2 separate regions of the Mus musculus genome follow, and region 1 is linked to region 2. Evidence: chromatin contacts called from public HiChIP or PLAC-seq data. All regions are on one chromosome and are shown on one strand. The core of a region is the stretch at or near the end of the contact, and the rest is flanking DNA. Distances in the headings are between cores, read along the strand shown. Region 1 holds the start of Esr2 (estrogen receptor 2 (beta)). Region 2 overlaps Syne2 (spectrin repeat containing, nuclear envelope 2).

What was found. HiChIP or PLAC-seq counts read pairs in DNA pulled down with a chosen protein or histone mark.
Region 1: a contact with region 2 is called in an H3K27ac HiChIP or PLAC-seq map of heart atrium, with 6 times the contacts expected there. The contact joins the promoter of Esr2 here to the enhancer-like site in region 2. A contact is called at or near these places in 7 of 39 promoter capture datasets (the 3T3-L1 cell line, HPC-7-derived erythroid cells, Sertoli cells and 3 more), 9 of 484 Hi-C or Micro-C datasets (the AML12 cell line, the HL-1 cell line, MC3T3-E1-derived osteoblasts and 4 more), 3 of 115 datasets of contacts at active chromatin or transcription factors (cardiomyocytes, embryonic stem cells and heart atrium) and 3 of 9 other capture datasets (adipose tissue, embryonic stem cells and pancreatic islet).

Annotation. Positions count from the first base shown.
Region 1 is chr12:76,175,719-76,178,653 of GRCm38.p6, forward strand. Esr2 (estrogen receptor 2 (beta)) reads right to left here and starts at 1,541. Exons shown (of 10, transcript NM_207707.1): 1 at 1,229-1,541.
Region 2 is chr12:76,103,230-76,106,276 of GRCm38.p6, forward strand. Syne2 (spectrin repeat containing, nuclear envelope 2) reads left to right here. Exons shown (of 116, transcript NM_001005510.2): 109 at 518-720; 110 at 1,736-1,936; 111 at 2,760-2,888. Among named protein-coding and RNA genes, the nearest start is that of Esr2, 73 kb to the right of the region's middle. Within about 2 kb of position 1,587, at least 12 of the 459 cell types and tissues checked have an H3K27ac peak or open chromatin away from gene starts, as enhancers often do. A contact at or near this core is called in cardiomyocytes and heart atrium, where this site is marked.

The sequences.
Region 1 (2,935 bases), core at 291-2,790, 72 kb after region 2:
CTTGGAATTGTCTTCTGCATGCTTTTTGTTGATTTCAAGCATTTATATATCTTAGGCAAGACTTAAAGTGTTGTCTTTAAAACTGCTCTTGAAATAAGAATTTCAGATTCATCTAGACATCTATTGAACATAAAATGAAATCCTAAAGTTTCTGCTTTAACCCTGACTGATAAAACCTCATCTTTTACTTCATATAGAATGCTGTAGAGAAATGGTCTCAGCCTTCCTAGTGGGGCAATTTCTTTAATACAGACCCTTGTGTTATGCTAACCTCCAACCATAAAATTGTTTTCATTGCTACTTTATAACTGTAATTTTGCTGTTGTTATGAATCATAATGTAAATGTTTTTGGAGATCGAGGGGAGGGGGGGGTGTCTCAAAGGGGTCGCGACCCACTGGTTGAGAACCCTTACAATCAGACTTGCTCTGGTAAGAAAATGAAGCTACTGATTACACTCTTCTTGTTGTCACTATATATCCTCTTTCTAATCTTTCCTTTCACTCTTTAAATAACATTTACACGGAGAGAGGAAATATCCACCATGAGCCGGATCATTATAGTAACAATGAAATTTCAAGTGATGCTTACAAAAACACTTGAAATAGAACAAGACATAAACATCTTTCCTCGAGGGTACTATGTGCCAAACACAAACCTGCCTTCTAAATCCTAAGTTAAATTGTCACGCTTGCTTTCTGAATAGCGCTCAAATTCATAGTTTTGTTTTATACACACACACACAGACACACACACACACACATACCAATATTCACTCTTTCCACTATGAAACTGTCACCACAGGTAATCAGGAAGAAGCAACAGTTAGATTCCTCTTCAGCATATAAGAGAAATCAGATTTAATCTTTCTCAGACTATCCAGGAAAGAAGTTAAACTCTATTTCTGACACGACTAAGGATTGCCAGTCGACAAGCCATGATCACCTGCCTAAGATAGGCATATCTTCCCTGGTCCACCACACTCAAGCAAGAAGCGTCATCATCGTATCCACTGCTAGGAAAACCACAGGAATTTTCTTCCTTTAAAATGAAATTATATTTATATAACTAAACCAAAAGTCAGTAAAAATTTCTGTTTCCGGTAGTGTTCAGAACAGTTGCATACATGCCCGTGCCCCAACCCTCCCCCCCCCTTTTTTTTTTGTTCTATACTCTGCCGGCTTCCCACAAAGTCAATTAAGCCTCACTATGAGCAAAGGGACACTTACCTAGCGGGTGGACATTCTCTCTTTTGCATTCTCTAAATGCAGACACGTACTTTCCTCGGTCCCTGAGCGGGACTCGCAGCCACTGGTTGTCGCTCAGCCTGCGGCGGCTGCCAGACTCTACTGCAGACCCGGATGCCAAGGGATGCCAGTGGCCGCACAAGCCGCTCCCTCCAGGCCAGCTCCCCACCTCCTCTACTCCCAGGAAGTTTCAAGAGGTGGTTGATGCTAGAAGCCTGGGAGAAGGCAGGGACCCGAGAGTGCCTTTCAAAAGGGCCAGCAGCTGGAGAAGCTGCAAAGACTGCCCACGACTAACGAACGAACGTTAGTGCGTCTTTCTTTTAAAGACCTGGAAAGAGTGTGGGAGGGTAGCTGAGAAGCCCACGTGACCACAAACCGGGAGCCAGAGATCTCAGGCACTCCCGCGCCGTGCAACCAGATCCACTGGATGTGGACCTCCAGCCACTTCACAGTCATCCTCTAGGGACACCCCGCTTCCAATAGACTGACGATGAAGGATCGAGATGGGGGCCCGGGAATGGGAATTTCTGACCAGATCCCCAGGGATTCTGGACTTAACCGCGTGCGTCCAGGGACCACACTTAATCCTGTTTCCATACTTTGACCTACGTGCGTGTCATTAAATGCTTAAGTTTGACAACTCTCCTTGAGAAGCATGGGCCAGGCCCCGGTTTCGGGTAATAGCACCGAAATTAGCAGTAATAACGAAGTAATGAAGGCAGATTCCTTTGCAGGGAGTGTTAGCTTGTGCTCCAGAAAGGCAAGGCAATGGGGCTGGAGGTGAAGGTTTGAACGCTCATCTATCAGCGGCTGGCGATGGAAGCCGGGAGAGAAAACGAGTTGTTTTTTGTTTTGTTTTGTTTTGTTTCGTTAAAAAAAAAAAAGAAAAGAAAAAGAAAAAGAAAAAGAAAAAGAAAAAGAAAAAGAAAAAGAAAAAGAAAAAGAAAAAGAAAAAAAGGCAATGGGTTAGGTCCAAGATCCCGCGAGCCTCCTGGAATTCACCTGGAGAAAATCTGCCTGCGCTTTTACAGGGGCGGAGAGGGTCTCTGGCGCCCCCTGATGGTAGATCTGATCCTCCCAGCTCAATCGCTTAGCCTGGAAGTGACCCTTCTACACAAAGGCTGAAACCATACCTTATAGTCTTTGAGGAAACAACTGGCTTTAAGGCAGCCTTTGGTGGCAAAAGTTAAAAGGAAAACAAATGACCTGTAGGCCAACCTGGTGTCACTGGTGTACCTAATTAATCGTCAAGCCATCCGCACACATCACGGGGATGTTTGTGAAGGATTTTAAAGATCTACTTTTTATCTTTTAAATTATGCACACATGGGTATGTACACAGGCGTGCAGATGTCTACGGAGACTATAGGTGCGGGATTCCCTCCTGCGTATGGGTGCTGGGAACAGAATTAGGCTTCTGTACAAGAGCAGCAAGCTATCTTAACAGCTGAGATGTCCCTTCAGACCCAGAATGTGATTCTTGGTGGACGGTACTCTAATAGAAGAAAACCGGGGGGGGGGGGGGGGGCGGGGGGGATTTGGAGGGAAACTTATACAATGTCAGCCTCAACATTTTGGGTGTAACCAAAACGCCTTCGGGGACCTTTCTGAGGCCCGGGTTTATGAGTGCCACAGGTAGGCACCGCAGACTACATATGTGGAGAAGCACGGTCTTTATAGACTATGAGC
Region 2 (3,047 bases), core at 337-2,836:
TGGAATGAGTCAATTTGTGTTTAGGAATGAGTCCCGAGCTATCTTGTTTTAAATTGGATTTTTTTTCCCTTGTAGTGCTGGGGTTAGGCTTGGTAGACAAGTGTCCTACACAGCTGCATCCCTGACCCTTTGGAAACCGTTCTTTACACAATGAGTGACAAAGGATCCCCATAAGATGAAATGCATGTTTTTTGTTTTGTTTTGTTTGTTTGTTTTGAGCTGATCACCTCGTGCTGATCTCTATGAATCAGAACAGCAACGCTACCTAAAATACCAAGCCAGAGGCCAGAATACCTATTGGCCACGGGTTGGGTTTCCTTGGCCTCTGTCCCCACTGCCTTCCAGCCTTTGTGGGAGTGGAGGGATGGGCCTTGGATCAGAACTTGGAGACTCCTGACAGAGAACTCTGGCTCCTCCACGGAGCATCCTTGACTTCCCTTTACGAAGCTGACTGACCGCTCATGGCTGAGATCCGCTTGCACTGTTGCTTGCTTTAATCGGCAGCTTTGGATTCCAGGTGCCTTCGACAGGTGGGAGCTGATCCAGGCGCAGGAGCTTCACAGCAAGCTCAGGCTCAAACAGACCGTGCAGCAGCTCAAGTCTGACATCGGCAGCATCGCTGCTTGGCTTGGGAAAACTGAGGCCGAGCTGGAAGCTCTGAAGTTGGCCGAGCCTCCCTCTGACATCCAGGAAATAGCGCTCAGGGTGAAGAGACTGCAAGTGAGTGGAGCCATGGGTGGAGGGGGGAAGGGGGTGTTCAGCATAGGCTCGCAGGGTTAGCATTGTGCTGCTGGACAAACAGGTCAGACCTGGGCTTAAAGTGGCTTTTACCTCAGTAAGGACCAAGACACGGGTTTCTCTTTTTCACATGAGAGAATGTCTACAGAAAATCCCCAAACCTAGAAGAGCACAGTAGAGATATGACTCAGGTCCTCGGGGCTGGAAAGATCTGGACTGTAGATTTAGGTGTGGTAGCCATCGTCAGGCAGGGTAAAGCCAACCTTCTGAGGTTGTATGTGGTATGTGGTAGTTCTACATGAGACCAGCAGTGGAGTCTTCCTGGGAAGGGTTCAGATCAGCTCATTGACTGAGGAATCCTGTGGTCTGACTACTGTGACTACGCTGTGTTACAATTAAAGACGTGTTGTTACTCATATGATCAGCCCCTAGGCCTCAGGAGCACCAGCCCAGGGTGCAGGGGAGGGGCAGGCAGCTTGAGCCCTGCATTTTGGGGGTCCCCTGAGCAGATAAGTCTGAGGTCCTGAAACCCAAGACAGGAGTCTTGAGGGTGTCCAGTTTCTCTCCAGGTCTGTGCTTTCCCACTGTGGATACAGAGGTTACCATTTCTCCTAGAGGAGTGGTGTTTCTAGGGCTCCTAGGGGCAAGTACAAGATAGCTACCTAGTCTTTATCTGGAAAAGTTTTAGTCTTACCTAGAACTATCCCTAAGCCAGTGACAGAGAAGGGACTGTGGAGGTCAGCAGGCTCTCTCCATGCCTCCGGTCAAGCCTGTCAGAGGCAGGCCTCTGGTTCCCCAACCCTGCCGGCCAGCCAAGCTCACTAACCTTGTAAGGCAAGCTCCCTCAGCTGATGTTTCTCAGCCACTCACGGGCGAGCTCGCGCTCGACCTGGTGCCCACTGCTCGGAGAAGTGTGGAGGAGGTCTGTCCCTTACAGGTATTCAAAACGAGCCCCTCTTCCCTGGTGTCCGAAGCCCTAACCTGATCTCTTCCCTAGGAGATACTAAAAGCCTTCGATACCTACAAGGCCTTGATGGTCTCCGTCAATGTGAGCCACAAGGAATATCTGCCAAGCCAGAGCCCCGAAGCCACAGAACTCCAAAATAGACTCCATCAGCTGAGCCTGTCCTGGGACTCGGTCCAGGGCGTATTGGACAGCTGGCGAGGAGACTTACGGCAGTCACTCATGCAGTGCCAGGTAAGTTGACTCAGCCCAGGGCCCTGTCCCGGCAGCAGCCTGGCCCATACGCTAGGAACTGCAGATATTTTTACCATCCCCAGGCTGGCTTAAGCTAGGAAGTAATCAAGTTTCCCTTCCCATCCCTATGCCATTAAAATGACCCCGTGTTTACCTAGCATTTCCAGGACTGTTGCCCATACCCACCCTGGGAGTAAGGGTTGCAGCAATCATGCCACCTGGTTGAGGGAACTGCCTCTGTCTGTCCTTTTGTCAGAGAGAATCATAGGCCTAGCCCTGAATACGGGAGCAGTTTGATACTTAGAGCAATTCCCTGAAACTCTGGGACATCAGCACTCCCCTCTGAGACCTGAGCCTGACTCTAGGGCTCATTTTTAGGACTGAACAATGTGATGTGTTTAATGCTGGCCTACTACCCAACCCACATGAGTGTGAGCATGCATTAGCTCTCCACCACCGCTTAGCTCTGAGTCCATCTTTAGGAACATGAGCCCATCACGGCCTGTCATGTGGGGTGGGATCCCACAACCATTGCATCTAGAAAGTGGATTAAATATTTGGTCTTCACACGCCCTCCCCGCCTCCCCCACTGCTGGTATCAGTTTATAGCTGATGCCTCCCTCTTCCTCCCTGCCTTTTTCTTTCCTTGGTTGAGCCCCTGGCCTGTCACTGAAATCTGGTCCTTTGCTTACTGACTAGTGGAGATGTACGAGCAAGCTCCTTCTGGGCACTCCCGCCCTCAGTCGTGTGTGTGTGTGTGTGTGTGTGTGCTGCTCTCAGCACCCCCCAAGCACGGGGCTCTCACAAGTGTTGTTTCTTGAAGGACTTTCACCAGCTGAGTCAAGACTTGCTCCTGTGGCTAGCGACAGCAGAGAGCCGCAGGCAGAAGGCGCATGTCACCAGCCCAGAGGCCGACCGCCAGGTCCTCCTGGAGTGTCAGAAAGACCTAATGGTAAGTCTCCTCCACAGGCCCACCAGCCACTGTCTGCCTCCATGGGTCAAGGTCCTCCTTGGTGGTTTCATCCAGTGCTCTGGGCACTGTTGGTGGCTGTGACTCATGGGCTCTTTCAGAGAGGTGAGAAGCCAGAGCCAGATGCTTTTAAGAATAAAG